2 separate regions of the Mus musculus genome follow, and region 2 is linked to region 1. The links are chromatin contacts, called in public promoter capture Hi-C maps. All regions are on one chromosome and are shown on one strand. Each heading gives the region's core, a stretch centred on a gene start, on an enhancer-like site or on the middle of the called end of the contact. The rest is flanking DNA. Distances are from core to core; before and after follow the strand shown.

Evidence for each region. Promoter capture Hi-C pulls out the DNA fragments that hold promoters and counts their contacts.
Region 2: a contact with region 1 is called in a promoter capture Hi-C map of the HPC-7 cell line, with 3 times the contacts expected there. The contact joins the promoter of Lrrc43 here to the enhancer-like site in region 1. A contact is called at or near these places in 20 of 39 promoter capture datasets (the 3T3-L1 cell line, 3T3-L1-derived adipocytes, the C10 cell line and 15 more), 4 of 15 datasets of contacts at CTCF or cohesin (CD8 T cells, large pre-B cells, pro-B cells and 1 more), 115 of 484 Hi-C or Micro-C datasets (the 63-12 cell line, the AML12 cell line, B cells and 70 more), 16 of 115 datasets of contacts at active chromatin or transcription factors (the 230-238 cell line, the HPC-7 cell line, astrocytes and 10 more) and 5 of 9 other capture datasets (adipose tissue, embryonic stem cells, liver and 2 more).

Annotation. Positions count from the first base shown.
Region 1 is chr5:123,378,089-123,381,800 of GRCm38.p6, reverse strand. No RefSeq gene overlaps it. Among named protein-coding and RNA genes, the nearest start is that of Mlxip, 15 kb to the left of the region's middle. Within about 2 kb of position 2,035, at least 29 of the 459 cell types and tissues checked have an H3K27ac peak or open chromatin away from gene starts, as enhancers often do. A contact at or near this core is called in the 63-12 cell line, B cells, CD8 T cells and 9 more, where this site is marked.
Region 2 is chr5:123,487,610-123,491,321 of GRCm38.p6, reverse strand. Lrrc43 (leucine rich repeat containing 43) reads right to left here and starts at 1,997. Exons shown (of 12, transcript NM_001033461.3): 1 at 1,849-1,997. The coding sequence starts at 1,992.

The DNA of each region.
Region 1 (3,712 bases), core at 786-3,285:
ACTCCAGTCTTAACACATAGGTGGGTGAAGAAATAAATAACTATGGGTTTGGACTCGTTAATTTCTTTCTAGTTTTATATAGTTTCCTTAACGTATATTCAGGGATGGAGTGATGTTTAAGAGGACTTTTCTCTCTCACAGAGGACCTGGGTTCTGTAAAGCCGCTAACCACAGCCTGTAATTCTAGTCCCAGGGCAGCTTAACCCTTCTCTGGCTTTTGCATTCACCAAGCATATACATAATGCACAAACAGGAGAGCAGCCGAAACACTCAGAGACATAGGTTTTTTTCCCCTTTTTTGACAAAAGACAGGGTTTTATGTACCCGAGGCTGACTGCCAGCTTGCTAAGTAGCTCAAGATGACTTTGAACTCCTGATCATCCTGCCGTCATCTCTAGTGGGCTGGATAGCAGGTTTCTCTCCCCTCCTCCCTCTGTATTTTTGAGATCAGGACCTTTTTTGTTTTTGTTTTTCCGAGACAAGGTTTCTTTGTGTAGCCTTGGTTGTCCTAGAACTCACGCTGTAGACAAGGTTTTCTTCTAACTCAAGAGATCTGTCTACCTCTGCCTCCCCCAGTGCTGAGATCAAAGATGAGTGACACCACCTGCCGGCCTTGAGATAGGGTCTTGCTTTGTGATCTAGGCTGGTCACATAGGTGTATGAGTGTTACATCTGCCTGTAAGTCTGTGCCTCATGTGTGCCTGACTTTTGAAGAGAGCATTAAATCCCCTAGAACTAAAGTAATGATTGGTTGTGAGTTAAATTCCCTGAAAGAAAATCAAGTGCTTTAAATCACTGTTATTTCTCCAACCCCTAGGCTGTTTGCTTTTTTTCCCTCCAAGACTAAAACTTTAATGATCATAAAATGATGAAAATTTATTGAGCAACTACGATGTAATACTATATCATGCTAAAATTCTCTCTCCCCTTCTCTGTTTTCTTGTTTGTTTTTCAAGACAGGGTTTCTCAGCCTTGGCTGCTTTGGATATTTATTTATTTATTTATTTAATTTATTTATGTGCATTAATGTGAGGGTGTCTGATCCCATGGAACTAGGTTGTGAGTTGCCATGTGGGTGCTGGGAATTGAACCTGGGTCTTTTGGAAGAGCAGCCAGTTCGCTGAACCATCTCTGCTTGAATGTTTAGCAAGCCTTCTGCCTCAGGTACCTAAGTGCTAGGATGATACCAATATGCCTCCACACCCAGCTGTGTACTAATTTCAAGCATACAATCTAATGAGAATATTGTTTTTGTTTACTTCTTATAAGAACTATAAAACTTTATTTAAAAGTGTCTTCACTACAAATTGAAAATCTTGGGAAGCCCTAATCCCTCCAACCATTCATAAATATGGACACCATGATGAAGTTTTCATTTTAAAAGATCCCACTGAAAATAGTAAGATAGGGCTGGAGAGATGGCTCAGCGGTTAAGAACACTGACTGCTCTTTCAGAGGTCCTGAGTTCAAATCCCAGCAACCACATGGTGGCTCACAACCATCTGTAATGGGATCTGAGGCCTTCTTCTGGTGTGTCTGAAGACAGCTACAGTGTACTTACATATAATAATAAATAAAATCTTTGGGCCAGAGTGAGCTCACAACCACCTGTACACGTACAGTGTACTCATATACATAAAATAAATCTTAAAGAAAAAGAAAGAAAGGAAGAAAGAAAGAAAGAAAATGGTGAGATGCTGTTCGTGGCCATTCATTCGAGGCTGTTGCCTGGGGCAACCAGTACAACAGGGTTATTGGGTAACTGTGCCTTCTAAAATTTAAAGCTTATTTCTTACATTGAAGGAGTATGGCAGTTCCTAGGTAACACCCCTGGTGGGTTTCTCACACACTCAAGTTCAAGAACACCAAGTATTTCTGTCCTGTTGGCCTTTCAGATTCATGCCTATTTTCCTCTGTTCCTTTCATTATCAATTGGGAAATTTCTCTGAGGGTAACAGGATACTGAGATGGGGCCTGTGAAATCTAACTGCACCAGGTCATACATGATTGAATTTCCAATGCAAATAGTTGACGTGGGTTCATGAACTCTGACCACAGTAAGTTAGAGTATAAAGGAACTCAAGTCCTGGTCACTGGTTGGTACAGGTATATTCTAGGAAGAATTCACTTGGCTGAGGTTTGACCCCAAGCCAGGCTGCAAAACAGACCACAACAGGGCAAGAAGATGACATTTAAAAAAAGAAACCCTCTTAACACCAGAGATCTTCACGTGGCCGCAAAGCTCGGCCTCAGGGGTCGCAGGAAGCAGGAAGTTCTTGGTTTTGTTTTTTTCTTGAGACAAGATCTCCTACAAGCCAGGCTGGCCTCCAGCTCTTAGTGTAGCTGAGGACGACTATAAATTCCTGATTCTCCTGCCTCAGCTTTCTCCCACTGTTGGGTTTTACAGACATATCCCACTACTCTCAGCTTGAATGTTACTATTCTTTCAACAACACAGTGTTTCAATAAGAAAATGAGGTTTTCTGCAAGGTTCAGCAAACCTTGTAAAGGGCCAGAGGTTATTTTCAGTGTTGGAAGTCAAGAGTCTTTGCTGCAATGACTAAGCTCCACAACTATACAACGAGAGCAGGCAGGGACGGTATGCAAGTGAACGCCTTTGGTTATGGTATAATAAAACTTCATTTACAAAAAAACAGGAGGGTGGGCTGGATTTGCCGGCTCATACCTAGGAGACGAAAGGCTACGTTTCAACATTCAAGGCCTCCCTGAGCCCTTTTAGAGCCTCTTCAGTTATGTCCCTGGCCTCAGTTTCCCTTGTTGTACAGCGGAGATGCTGATTTCTGTCCTAAACCGTCATTCAAGGTTACAGAGAGGTCAGATGAGCTCATCGCTAAGGGAGTCCTAAGGGAGAGCTGAGCAGAGCCTCGAGAGGTTCCTTGATGCAAAGCAGATTGTTATTTCCTCCAAGGTCTGGAGAGAGAAAGGCCATGACCTCCAGCCAAATTGCATCCATGGGTACCAGGATCCCGAGGGGGTATCTCGGAGAGACACAGCACCCAAGGCCTGGCATCACTGCCTCTCCTTGCCTCCCGGAGGCCCTTTCAGTGAGCAGATGGAGAAAAAGCAACAGGTACTGGAAGACAGGGTCTCCAGTAGGCTGCTTTACTGAGCCTGCTCAGGGCTTGCATTCCTGAGCCCAGTGCTCAGGGCTGGGATGTGTTATCTGACCTGAAGTCCTGTATTCATGTTCTCTCCTCAGCCCTAGAATCTCTTCTTCTCTGACTGCATCCGGGGAGCTCCACTTATCCCACAGGGACTAGTCAGGCTATGCACAGGGTGGGGCACCCTGGTCGGGCAAGTCCAATGTCAATCATCCTGCAAATTGTCCTCCATGCTGGCTGTGGCATGTGCACTTTCTCAACCCGATCACCCTCTCCTTCCCCCCCAAAATGTAATTGTTTTTTACAATTAGAAGCGGGCTCTATTATTCTCCCTGTTTTACCAAAGAGAAAAATGTAAGAGACTTGCCTGAGGGTGAGCAGGTAGCAGGAGAGTGCCAAAGACTCCGGGAAAGGCTGTATGGACAGTCTGAGAATTACGTCCATGCTATTCTGTTTATCTTCTTGTTCTCAGCTTTGAAATTTCAAAATCCTTGTTACCCAGCTCTAAAAGGGGATGTTTGGAGCCGGGACAGATGTCCCTTACATTGTCTTGCCTGTATATTTAGCAAAGAGGACTCAAGAGTTGGAGG
Region 2 (3,712 bases), core at 748-3,247, 110 kb before region 1:
GTGATATGAGCAGGAGCTCAAACCCAGGGCTTTGTGAATGCTAGAAAAGACTCAGCCAGCTGAGCGACACACCTGGCATACGCTAATCATTTGTGGGGGCAGAGTTTCCCTGTGTGGCATAGGCTGGCTTTGAACTCTCAGCCTCCCAAGTGTCATTAACACATAGCAAGACACAGAATAGTTAAAAAAAACCAGGTTCCTGGGCTGGTGAGATGGCTTGGTGGGTAAGGGCACTGACTGCTCTTCTGAAGGTCCTGAGTTCAAATCCCAGCAACCACATGGCTTACAACCACCCATATGAGATCTGACGACTTCTGGTGCATTTGAAGACAGGTACAGTGTACTTATTTATAATAAATAAATCTTAAGAAAGAAAGAAAGAAAGAAAGAAAGAAAGAAAGAAAGAAAGAAAGAAAGAAAGAAAGAAAGAAAGACAGACCAGGCTCCTGTTTCCACTTTCCTCTGGAGTTGGGAACATTCAACATCCAAAACAAAACAGACTGCCAGGCTAAAACGTAAAGAGTATTTGCAGCTCCTCCTGAAGCCCCAAGTTCAGTTCCCAGCACCCTAACTTCTGGCTTCAGAAGATCCAACGTGCTCTTCTGGCCTTGAGAGTCCCTGCCCTACCATGCACGGACCCAAACAGAGACACATCATTAAAAATAATGTAATCAATCTTTTAAAAATAAATTAAAAAGGAGATTGCGTTTTGACCCAGCACCTATATAGCTGTGTACAGGAAGGAGGCTTGGTGGGCAATCTGGTTAAGTGAGACTTCACAGAGGGAAGGCTTCCCGAAGATGCGGCAAGGTGAACCTCTCTCCCTAGATACACCCTTGGAGCCGTAAGCCCTAAACTTAGCACAGTGACTTGCACAGAGTAGTCATTCAACCTGCACCTGTGGCCTAAACAAATGGAGAGTTTCCCTGATGGGTACCTATGTGCCTCTACAGGGGGAAGGACTGTTTTTCTGTTTTACTTAGTGTAGAGGGAGGGGGGCCACAACTGACAGCCAACACCATCATGCTGGTTCTAGCCTCTCAGGACACATTTGATGGGCCTCTAAATCCAATCCTACACTGTGCACCCAGCTGAGGACAGCGTTTCCTCTGCGTACTGAGTAGGAAGAGTGTACAAGCTGAAGTAATAGGAAAAGTGACCTTCGTGCCCTGTCGGACCAGATGTTTTCCCCAGCTGTGCTGGCTACGCCCTTGGCTGTATTTCTCTGTCTCCCCTCAGCCTGGAAGCAGGGCAGAGGTTGTGCAGCGCCTTAGGCTTCCTGAGTTCAGCACAGCTGCAGGAGGGGCAGGAGACCTTTTCCACATGAGACCTCAGAACGGCGAAAGCTAGCCCCGTGGCCCAGAACACCAGAAAAAAACATTTTCTCCACCTCTCATGAGGGGCTACAGAGCAAACTGTTCAAGACCAAAGCTCTTTAAGTCTCAGGGATGCCTGACATCTGGAGCTTGGTCAACCAGCTGTTGTAGGCTAGCATGAGGTCAAAGGTATGCCTGATGTGCTGGATCAGTCCATTCCTGGTGGGTTCTCTCACGACAAGGTGGGCACTTGGTACCTGCATTCTTTCAATGTTCCAGCCTCCAGAGTCCACCCCAACCCTCAAATCAGCCAGTGCTGAAAAGACCACATCCAAACCTCCCTTCGGGCCTCAAACTTGTATGTGAGCATCTACTGACTCCTAGGCAGCCCAGCTCCCAGCTAGGTACCACCTACTTTAGTACATTCCCTGCGGCTATTCTGGTCCAGTCCCAGCTCCGCCCCTGCTGGATCCTTCCCTTCTTAGTCCCAGTCCCCGGGGTGGGGGTGGGGGTGGGGGTGGGGGGCACGCACCCAGCTCCCGATGCCACACGGGAATTCGCGCAGACACAACTTCCGCAGGTGCTCACACACAGCCGTGCTCAAGGTCCCCGGTACACCCTCGCCCTCGCCCTCGGTCTGTCTGTAGTCGCTAGTGCTGGACTCGCTGGTCTCCATGCTGTGCGAGGACAGCTCGTTGCTAGGCAACGGCCAGACGCGTTACCCTGGGTGCGTGGAAGCCAACTTCCTCAGTATCAGAGACCCCCAGCTAAGCTCCTACCCAGGCTGGCTGAGGTACCTTGCAAAAACAAGTGGTGGACGCCTCTTAGAATAATCTTGATTGTCTGTACAAAGTGCTGACTGCTGTTCCCATTTGGCAGATCTAAAGAAAAATTAGTCCAATGTTAAGCATTTTAAGACTCCAATTAGGGAATCATCCAATCTTATCTTGCCATCCCTTGTAGCTCCGCCACACAGCAGGGGTCCCCACCTGTGGTCTGTGAAATTAATGGGAGATGACTCTTAACTGGAAATGTAACAAGATGTATGATTTTGGGTACCATAAGACTCACTCATTCCAAGGCACAAATCTGTGATTTTTTTTTTTTTTTTTTTTTTTTTGGTGTATCTCTACAGTGCAATTGTAATCTGGGGTTTACCAGTGATCTAATCACTTTCCCTCAACTTAAAAACCAGGAAGCAAAGCCCAGTGGAGTAGCGCACACTTTTAATCCCAGCACTTAGGAAGCAGAGGCAGGCAGATCTCTGAGTTCCAGATCAGCCTGGTCTACAGAGTGAGTTTCAGGACAGCCAGGGCTATGCACAGAAACACTGTTTTGGGGGAAAAACAAAGCAAAACACAAAGCAAACACCACTGTATCATCTGCTTATCCAATGACAAACAGTGATGCACTTTGTACACCTATGCATTTAACTTCCTCCGGGGGTAGGAAAGATCTGTTCTTTACATCTTCTCACTTATGATGCCATCCCAGGCTGGTCTCAGACTCCCTAGATAGCCATGAAGGACCTTGATCTGACCCTTCTGCTTCTGCCTCCTGACTGCTGGGGCTCCAAGCATGTGCCACCAGGCCTGGCTTCATGCCTGTTTTATCATGCACCAGACTTTATGCTGCCCCTCTTAACATTTACCTGTCTGAGGGTTTTGCCTGCATGTCTATTCGTACAAGTCTAGTGTCTATAGAACCAGAAGAGATTATTTTGTACTCTCTAGGACTAGAGCAACCATGTCAGTCCTGGGAAGTGACCTGGGGTCCTCTGCAAGAGCAGCAGCCTGTGCTCATAACTGCTCAGCCATCTCCCCAGTCCCCCAGTTAATGAACTTCCCTCTGGCTTCGGAATATGGTCAGTTCGGGATCTTCCGGTGACCCTAAGATGCACGACGGAAAAGCCACATCCAAGAATCCTCTGGGACTTCAAGCCCACTCCCCCGATCCTTTGTTTTCTCTCTCACCCATGCTTCAAGACAGTGCAGTCTACTCTCGCTTTTTCCTCGATGCCACAGGGAGACTTCTACCCCAACAACCTATTCCTAGTTCCCTCACCAAATTCCTGTGACATCATATTTACAAACCTACAGACACTCTCTGGGCTTATCTTTCTTGACATTTCCATGGCTTGTGGGGTTTGTCAATCATTTCCTCTGACTTGAAAAACCACTTCTCATTTTGTTCCGTGACAGCTTCCTTTCCTTTCCTTCTTGGGTCTGCCTTCTTGAATTGAACCCCAAGTCACCTTTCTTTTCCTCTTCTGCTGATGGCTCGGGCCTCAAGGCTCTACAAGTGACTGCCATCTCTCTCTCTCTCTCTCTTTTTTTTTTTTTTTTTTTTTTGGTTTTTTTCAAGACAGGGTTTCTCTGGAACTCACTTTGTAGACC